Regions from separate parts of the Triticum aestivum genome. Here region 1 is linked to region 2. Evidence: chromatin contacts called from public Hi-C data. All regions are on one chromosome and are shown on one strand. The core of a region is the stretch at or near the end of the contact, and the rest is flanking DNA. Distances in the headings are between cores, read along the strand shown.

Region 1 (4,100 bases), core at 325-2,824, 710 kb after region 2:
CATGATATTTTTGCTTGTGAGGCTAACCTGGAAGGCAAATACAGTCCTTTGATCTCTTTCTGGGTCAACTTCTGGTTCTGTACCATCATCTTTCTTACGCCTGCACACACAAAAATAAGTAGCTTCAGCAAAAGAGAGAGCAGCATAACAAACATCAAGTAGCAACAAATAGAAATTGTAAACCCAGACGGCATTGTCATTACTAGTCAGAAATCCCCATGCGAAAAATATTTAACTATCTTAGAGAGCCCAAGGCATTAGCAGCCCATTCCAAGTTGTCAATATTTCACAAGAAAAATGTTACAAATTCATGACCTGATATCACGAGTCAGACTCATTGCTGAAACCATCTGAAGAAAGCTCTAGCACTTTGTATCTGTGAGTCCCATATTAATGTTCAATATTTAAACCTAACAAACCTAGAGGATAAGAAGTGTACACTACAGGAAACATTTAGCAGCTACAGAATCACTGGAGATTTGTGCACTGTAAGGTTACTATGTTCCATCTGTATGTATAACAGAGTTAGCATAAACTACTAGGCTTCTGCAGAAGAAGAAAAAGACAAATCAAGAGCACTGAATCATCTCCGCTCATTACACCACATAATCTTTTATCTAACACAAACAAATATGAGTAAAAAAAATCTCACATGGATAAAATACGCTCATTGTCTGGAACAAAAAAATCAGAGTATGTCAGAGGAATTTCACAGCACACCATTTAAATCCTACGGTGATCTCGGAAAATTTGCTGTGTTCCAAACAGAGCCAAAGCATTTCTGCCTAGAAAATTAACCTCGACATTCCAAGAGCGATAGTTCTAGGGGAATTCACAAGTTTGTACCTGAAATCACGGTCTCTGTAGTCACGGTGGCGGTCGCTGCGTTCACGCTCCCGCTGGAGCTCCCTCACCATCTCCTCCTCCTCCCCGCGGCGGCGCTCTGAGCGGCTACGGCTCCTCCGTTCCCTCCCATTTTCCCTCTCCATTAGCTTGTCCCTGCCCTCCCGCTCCTTTTCCCTAACCTTCTCACGGTCGCGGCTGCCATCCTTCTCCCTAACTTTCTCTCGGTCCCGGCCCTCTTCCTTCTCCCTGACCTTCTCAGGGTCGCGGCTCTCATCCTTCTCCCTAACCTTCTCGCGGCTGCGGCCCCCGTCCTTCTCCCTAACCTTCTCGCGGTCGCGGCCCTCGTCCTTCTCCCTAACCTTCTCCCGGTCGACCTTCTCCTTCCCGTCTTCCCGGTCGCGGTGCTCACGGCCGCTGCGGTGCCGCTCGCGGTCTTCTCCCGAGCGAGGACGCTTCGATCCGCGCTCCTCTTGGTCGCGACCGCCGCCGCCGGCGGTGGAGGAGCGGCGGCGCGAGCTGCGGTCCTTCTCACCCCCGCCGTTGGTTGAAGGAACGGAGGGCTCGACTGCCTTCTCCAAGTAGTCGTACTCGTCAAAGTCCATGGCGGTGAGGGAGTGGATGGGGGAGGAAGCGGAAACCCTAGACGGCGACTCCGCGAGAGGAACGAGGGAAACAAAAGCTACAAAAGAACCCTAGAGATTGGGCCGCCGCTAGTCTTTGCCACGAATTCACAAGCCACTATCAAAATTTGTATACGCTACTCCTGTAAGGTCTGTTTGGTTCGTGAAATGGAATGGCATGGTTCTATACTTCTATTTCAATAGAATGGGTCAGTTTTAATTTGCTAAATGTGTGTTTCATAAGGGCAATTAGAGCATTTTCAAGAAACAAAGGTAAGTATTTTCTTGCGGCTTTTCTTTCTTCCTCTTAAAGAAAGGAAGGTCGATCTTGCCTTATCGCCACAAGACCCTTCTATGTCGCCGTCCTTTGGCGGCTCCCCTCCGCCGACAACTTTGGTCATCGATGGTGAGGGGGTAGTCGGATCCACGCATGTGAATCATTTTTAGGCTCTAGTAAGTTAGGTTTCTAGGTCGCCATCGTGTTCGCTTCGGTGGCGGCGATGGTAGCGTGTATAAAGTATCTTTAGATCCTTCCCCGACGAGGCAATGGGTCCTTTTGTTGGGGATGGATTAAAAATGAGTCCGTTCAAGGACGGCGTGGCGGCGGCGGCATGGACCTGTGGCCTCAGGCTTCATCGTTGCGACAACATTTGCTCCAGCGTCGGCGCGGAGCTTGGAAAGTAGTCCAGGGGTGGATACAGATTGTGGTCTGCATTAACGGCATCTGAAAGATGATGGATCGTGTGTTGGGTTCATGGTTAGTGGATGACATGTATGGTTTCCTCCTCTGGCGCCTTAGTGGTGCGGGGGTGCCAGACCTGGAGTTGGATGGCCTGTCTGGGGTGTTGCGCCGGTCGGATTCGTTCAACGGTATCAATTTCATCCTTGGTGAGCCACCTTGGAGGTCCGCAAAACCGCATATCAGCGATGCAGCCCCGTCGAGCTCGGGTAAGGAGATGATCCGTCATTTTTACCTTTGATGGTTGTTGTCGTCATGCCAGAGGCGATGGCGTCAAATTAAGGGGATTCTTCGGTCTTCATTGTAAAAAGAATTTTTGACTGATGTTCCTTTGTGCAAAGACTAGCATTTTGTTGTCTTTTGATTTTATTAGGTCAGTGTGTACTTGACTTGTATTATGATCTTTGTGATATGAATGAGGCACGTATTACCAAGAAAAAATTAGAGCATTTTCAATGGATGTCATATAACAGGGCACCACAAGATGGGTGGACTAAATTACACAATACATTTTTTAACAACATCAAAGACTTTTAACTCCAATAGATGTCCTAAAATAAGGCACTATTGCTCTGATGAATGTCCTGATAAATATAAAAGTAAAAAGGGCAGTTGCACGAAGAGTTTTATTGTCTTCAAATGCATTATGTACACCAATATACGAACTATGACTAATTAGAACATTTTCTAAAAACATTAACAACGTATCAATATCTTGGGCGGGAAATTCTTAAGGGACAAAATCTTCATTCCCAATATTTGTGACGATCAAGAATGTATCATCATCAACACTAGAAATGCAGACACAAAATGTAATATAAGTGCATATGCGCCTCATCGTTACATTCATCTCAAAATGACAAAAAAATGGAAAACAAGGGAATTTTCGTATCTCTCCGACACTTTGTTGAACATGTTGCAGACGCCGGTGGCGAGCATCGACGGCTCGTCCTCCATGGTCAGAGGTGGTTGGGGGTGCAAAAGAGCAGCAACAGTCGTTGGCGACGAAGCGACCGCAGTAGGAGACGAAGCGGGGCCATGGCGGCGACGAACTTCGTCTTCTTTGTCTGGGGCGAAGCCGGATCCTTCGTGCACACCGCCTCGTTGATTGGTTGCGGCGGCCTTCTTCCGCGTCGGTGGCCCCTTCCCGGCGGTGGCAGTGGGTCATGGGGCGCACAACCACCGTGCCGAGTAGGGGTACATGACGACGAGGGGAACAACGAGAGAGGGTGATGCGGTCATGGCAAGGAGTCTTGGGGCAACGTCGGCGGCTACAGGGTCGGGGATCATCCATGGGCTTTCGGCGACGGTCAGGCGAGGATGCGACGCGATGCGGAAATTTTCAATGTGATGGTTGGTGTCGTGGTTTTGTCACGGCAGATGTCCTAGTGTGAGGACTTCGTCGTGAGACCATCGCAACTAGGTAGTAGCTTGAACGGGGTTGGACGGAATCGAGAGACGCGATATTTTACCCAGGTTCGGCCCCTCGAGGTGGAGGTAAAAGCCTACATCCTGCTTCATTGATATTGATGATGATGATGATGATCTCAGTTACAAGGGCGGTGTTTCGCTACTTCTATCTCGAGAGCATCTACTTTGATCTTGTCTAAGACTTGTCTGTCTCTCTCAAACTTGTCCCTCTTGGGGTGCCCTGGCCCTCCTTATACAAGTTGAAGGGGTGGCTTACATGTAGAGTCCTCGTAGGATTGGAACTAGTCTATTTTCTTATTTACAAGTGGACTCCTAGTCCAGATCTTGCTTTCCTTGTAAGGGAAATATTCCTTATGCCTTTCCTCTCAAGCCGGCCCATCGGATACTATACCTTGAGTCGGTCTTCTCACGAGCCGCCTTCTAGGCCTTGGGCCTTGTCATTCGTCTGACCCGCCTACCAGGTC
Region 2 (4,103 bases), core at 918-3,417:
AACAGGGAGACACAGAAAGACGGCGTGTTAAAATTATCTGCTACATTCGGCCCAGCAAAATATAGATGACAAAAAATTACACGTGCATGAGAGCATTGGCACCATTGTGGAGTCATAGTAGGGACAGTCAGCAGAAGTACAAAACAATAACAGGTAAACTTAACATATTGCAACTAGCTTGTCCGTTGGTTCAATTTAAGTAAAACTACATAGCACTTAGCGTGTGAACGTCACTCTACTGTAACAAGCAACAAAGGTAAGAAAAAAGGACCGCAATGAAATCTGAACATCAGCCCTAAAAAAAATGGAATCTGAAGATAGAATCAAACTCATCACAATGATCGCATTTGCTAAAAAAAGGACAGACCCAGTGCATAGAAGCTCCCACACAAGGTGGGGTCTGGGGAGGGATTATAGGAACCTAGTCTTGCCCCTGCAAAGTGCAATGCAGAGAGGCTGGTTCGTTTTCTGATGCATACGAAATGATATGCTGAATTAAGCATGCACATTAAGGCACGTACAAGATCCAGATCCTCTTTTTCAATTATTTCTATATCAGCAATTTCCCCTTCATAACGTCGCCTGAGATACGCCTCAACTTCCAACTCCGTCTTCTCCTGAACATTTCAATTCACAAAAATAGAATATCAGTCAAGAAACAGACTCGCCAGGAAAGTTCACAGAGAAGTTGTGAGTGTTACATCTACTCCCTCCGTCCCAAAATGCTTGACTTAGATTAGTCTAGATACGGATGTATCTAATACTAAAACGTGACTCGATACATCCGTATCTAGACAAATCTAAGACAAGAATTTTGGGACGGAGGGAGTATATAAATACTTTGATGGGATAAGAGAACCCTCAGAAAACCTTAAGCTCACCTTAGTTGCAGCATAAAAATAAGGCGGGAATTTGTACTTCACTTTAAATGTAGAACCATCCTGCAAGAAAGCATAAACAATTAGACATGGCAAGTCAAACAGTGCTGTTTTTTTTTTTGCAAGATGGTCAAACAGTGTTACTTTAGTTGCATTTTGTTTACCTGGGACACAAAGTACAGGTCAACACAGCTGTAGATTTTCCCTGTATCCTCGTCCTCCCATGATGACTGCAGGTGTTATTGCAGTGTAAGAGATCACATAAGAAAGCCACTCATTCATTAGATTTAGCAAATCGGCTAAGCCAATGGCTCTTGACCTTCAACTAAGCATCTCCGAGTTGGTTCTACCATGTGTTTGATTCGTTCACAATATAGATGGACCTGTATTAGGCAAATCATTTTATTCAAGATGGATGGACATTTTCGGCGTTCTCCCAGGTCAGGTCCTACTCTATATTGCAGCAGCATTATCCGTGCTTTTAAGAGATTGTATCAGTTAATTCCCTTGTATAATGCACAAATTTTTGCTGTTGGAAAAAAGTTGCTCATTCTTGTGGAACCATGGAGATTCTGCAGCTTCAAGTAATTTCGTTGTTACTTTAAGTTGCAGTCAGAGACAGCATTTCACTATACCGACAATAGCAGCAGACTCACCACCCAACGCTATGGATTTGAGGTACAGAAATTTAGATAATGGAAGCGAACAATTCCTTCCGCGATTTCACGCTCTGGGTGGTCTACACACCCTACTGATCTGTCAATTTCACAAGCGATTGCGCTTGAAATGAGAAGCATTTCACAGCCTCTGCAGAATTCAGCTGCTAATTCCACAATACAGTCGACACGAAATAGAAGCTAGAGCAGCGAGATCGAGAGGGAACTCACGGGGGAGAAGGTGAGGAGCCAGCCAAGCCGGCGGTCGCCTTGGGTGTAGGGCGCGAAGCCAAGCCGGCCCTCGAGGAGCTCCTCCGCGCCCAGACGTATCCGCTGCTCCTTAGCCGCCGAAGATCCAGACCTCCGACCGCCCCAGCTGCTGCCGCCGCCACCTCCACCTCCTCCGGCCGACGGTCTCCGTCGCCGGCCATCACCACCGCTCATGCTCGGCTGCCCTCAGAAAGCTGGAGAGGGGGGGGGGGGGGGGTCGCCGGCCGGGATGGAGCTTCTTGAGTGGCGGAGGGAACGGGCTGGACCAGGGGCGCCAGCGAACGGCGAGAGGCGCTGTGGCGGCGGGGGGGCGGGGATTGGAGCGAACCGCGCGATGGGGTTTGCGACGTGAGTTTTCTTTTTTCCTTCTTTTTTTTGGAGGAGGCGCGTATTTGGCCGCGCTGCCGTTTTGGTTTTTGGCGCGCTCCTTTTCCGTTTTCCCGCTTCCCACCATTGCACGTGCAACCTCTTCCGGTCTTCCCTTGAGGCCTCGTTTGGTAGAGGTGGATCGAGGGGGTTTTCAGCGGATCTTTCTCGCGTGGCCCACAAACCTCGCAAAAGCCCGAGACACCATTTGGCACGCGGGGTTTCCAAGGCCCAACCCGTCCGAACCCCTTCCGATCCCCTCCTTTCCATGCGGTTCTCAGCCCTCGAGGGGGGGCTCGAGGATTTGGAGGAGACATGCTGCCGCCGCCAGCTCAACACGCCGCCGTCCGACTCCTCCTCAAGACGCCACCGCCTGACGCCTCGACGCTGGCGTACCTCCTCCGCCCAACGCCTTGACGCCGATTTCTTCCAGGCTGTAAGTCCTCGCCTTCGCTCACCTCGCCTCCCTTCCTTTCCGCTCGTCGTCTAGGTTTCTTCCATCCGCCCGGCCATGGCTGCCACCTTGTCCTCCCCGGAGAGTTCGCCAAGCACGTCGTCTCCGAGGGCATCAAGGTCGTCACCAAGTTCACCTCCTCTTAGATTGTGTTGCTTGTTTCTAGTAGCAAGTTACTGTTGGTTTAGTTGTTGACTGTCGACTTTGGTTATCTGCAAGTAGTAGTGGTGGTGGTAATGCTGGATCTGAACTGCCGAATTGCGCCAATGTTTCGTTGGCTCGTCGGTTGCAATAACTGAATTATGTGCGGTGGTTTGTTTTGGCAAATGAAGATCTGCGTTGTTGCTTCTTATTTATTTACTAATTTCCGTTGTGATTTAATTAATGCTTATTTTTGGAACTTATCTCAGCTATGTGATTGTGCTTAAAATTCCTGGCCCGTCGCATATAGATTTGTGTTTCATCAGTTTGTGCAGAACCTAGTGTTCTGCAGCTCTTGTCTTAATTGTTTCTTGTACAAATTTGTCAAGTTTGGGTGTTTGTGTTTACTGTTTAACCTGCGTAGCATGAATCTTAAAGAAGGGTTTGGTTAATCGCATGAATTTAGAGAACTTTGCATTTGAGACTCGGTAGAGGCTGATCGAGGGTATGCATGCTCTGGTCCATTGAGCATTTGAATATCTGACGTTTGGTTGCTTGCATACGTGTTTTAACGGTGAGCACATGTAAATCATAGCTGTTTGATTGTGTGCACATCTGCTGATGTGCTCACACCTTTCAAATGTGATGGACTTACCATCACAATACATAGCAGCACATAACACAACAATAAAAGTGCAGACGTAAGCAGCAAATTCAGAAATAAGCAGCAAGCACACAGCAGGATCAGTACTAACATCACTAATCACGATGTTAACTTAATAGGAGGAGTTTTAAAGCCAACAAGGGCATCCCATGCCCCTGCACAAACTCGGGGTGTTGTTCCTGATCAAAATATACAAGTTTAAACACCAACGATCGACAATTTAATAGCTAACATGTTTACACAACTAGACGCACAACAGGAATTTAGTGGCCGATGATAAAGGGGGCTTGGTAGACGAACTTCTTGCATCTGTATCTGGCAATGGTGGTCTTGTCGTCGTAGATCTACATTGTGGACTCGAGGTTGGAGAGCTTGAACACGAGGAGGTCGCCGGGGATGATCTTGTGCTTACGGTAGAAGTAGTCCCACTCCACCGAGCACGATCTGGTCTCGATTCCTCTCCACCCACATCCAGTAGTCACCAGTCTTGTTCGCCGACAGCTTCACGACTAGAAACCAAATTTGTCCTACTCAAATCACATACACGGTACTAGCAAACATTCTAGTCAAACTTGTTATTCATTATAACCTTGCACGAATCATAACATGCATGCAGCAAACTTGCTATTCATAGCAACCATTGCATGTAATCATGTATGGATCATAGTACATCC

The links. A called contact is a pair of places that touch in the nucleus more often than the background predicts.
Region 1: a contact with region 2 is called in a Hi-C map of leaf, with 4 times the contacts expected there. The contact joins the promoter of LOC123180927 here to the promoter of LOC123180924 in region 2. A contact is called at or near these places in 3 of 5 Hi-C or Micro-C datasets (all in leaf).

The regions. Positions count from the first base shown.
Region 1 is chr1D:194,277,536-194,281,635 of IWGSC CS RefSeq v2.1, forward strand. LOC123180927 (RNA-binding protein 39) reads right to left here and starts at 1,575. Exons shown (of 13, transcript XM_044593114.1): 1 at 847-1,575; 2 at 28-100. The coding sequence starts at 1,448.
Region 2 is chr1D:193,566,634-193,570,736 of IWGSC CS RefSeq v2.1, forward strand. LOC123180924 (DNA polymerase epsilon catalytic subunit A) reads right to left here and starts at 2,168. Exons shown (of 49, transcript XM_044593110.1): 1 at 1,766-2,168; 2 at 1,043-1,108; 3 at 882-941; 4 at 522-617. The coding sequence starts at 1,978. It overlaps LOC123180925, which reads left to right and starts at 2,362. Exons shown (of 3, transcript XM_044593112.1): 1 at 2,362-2,606.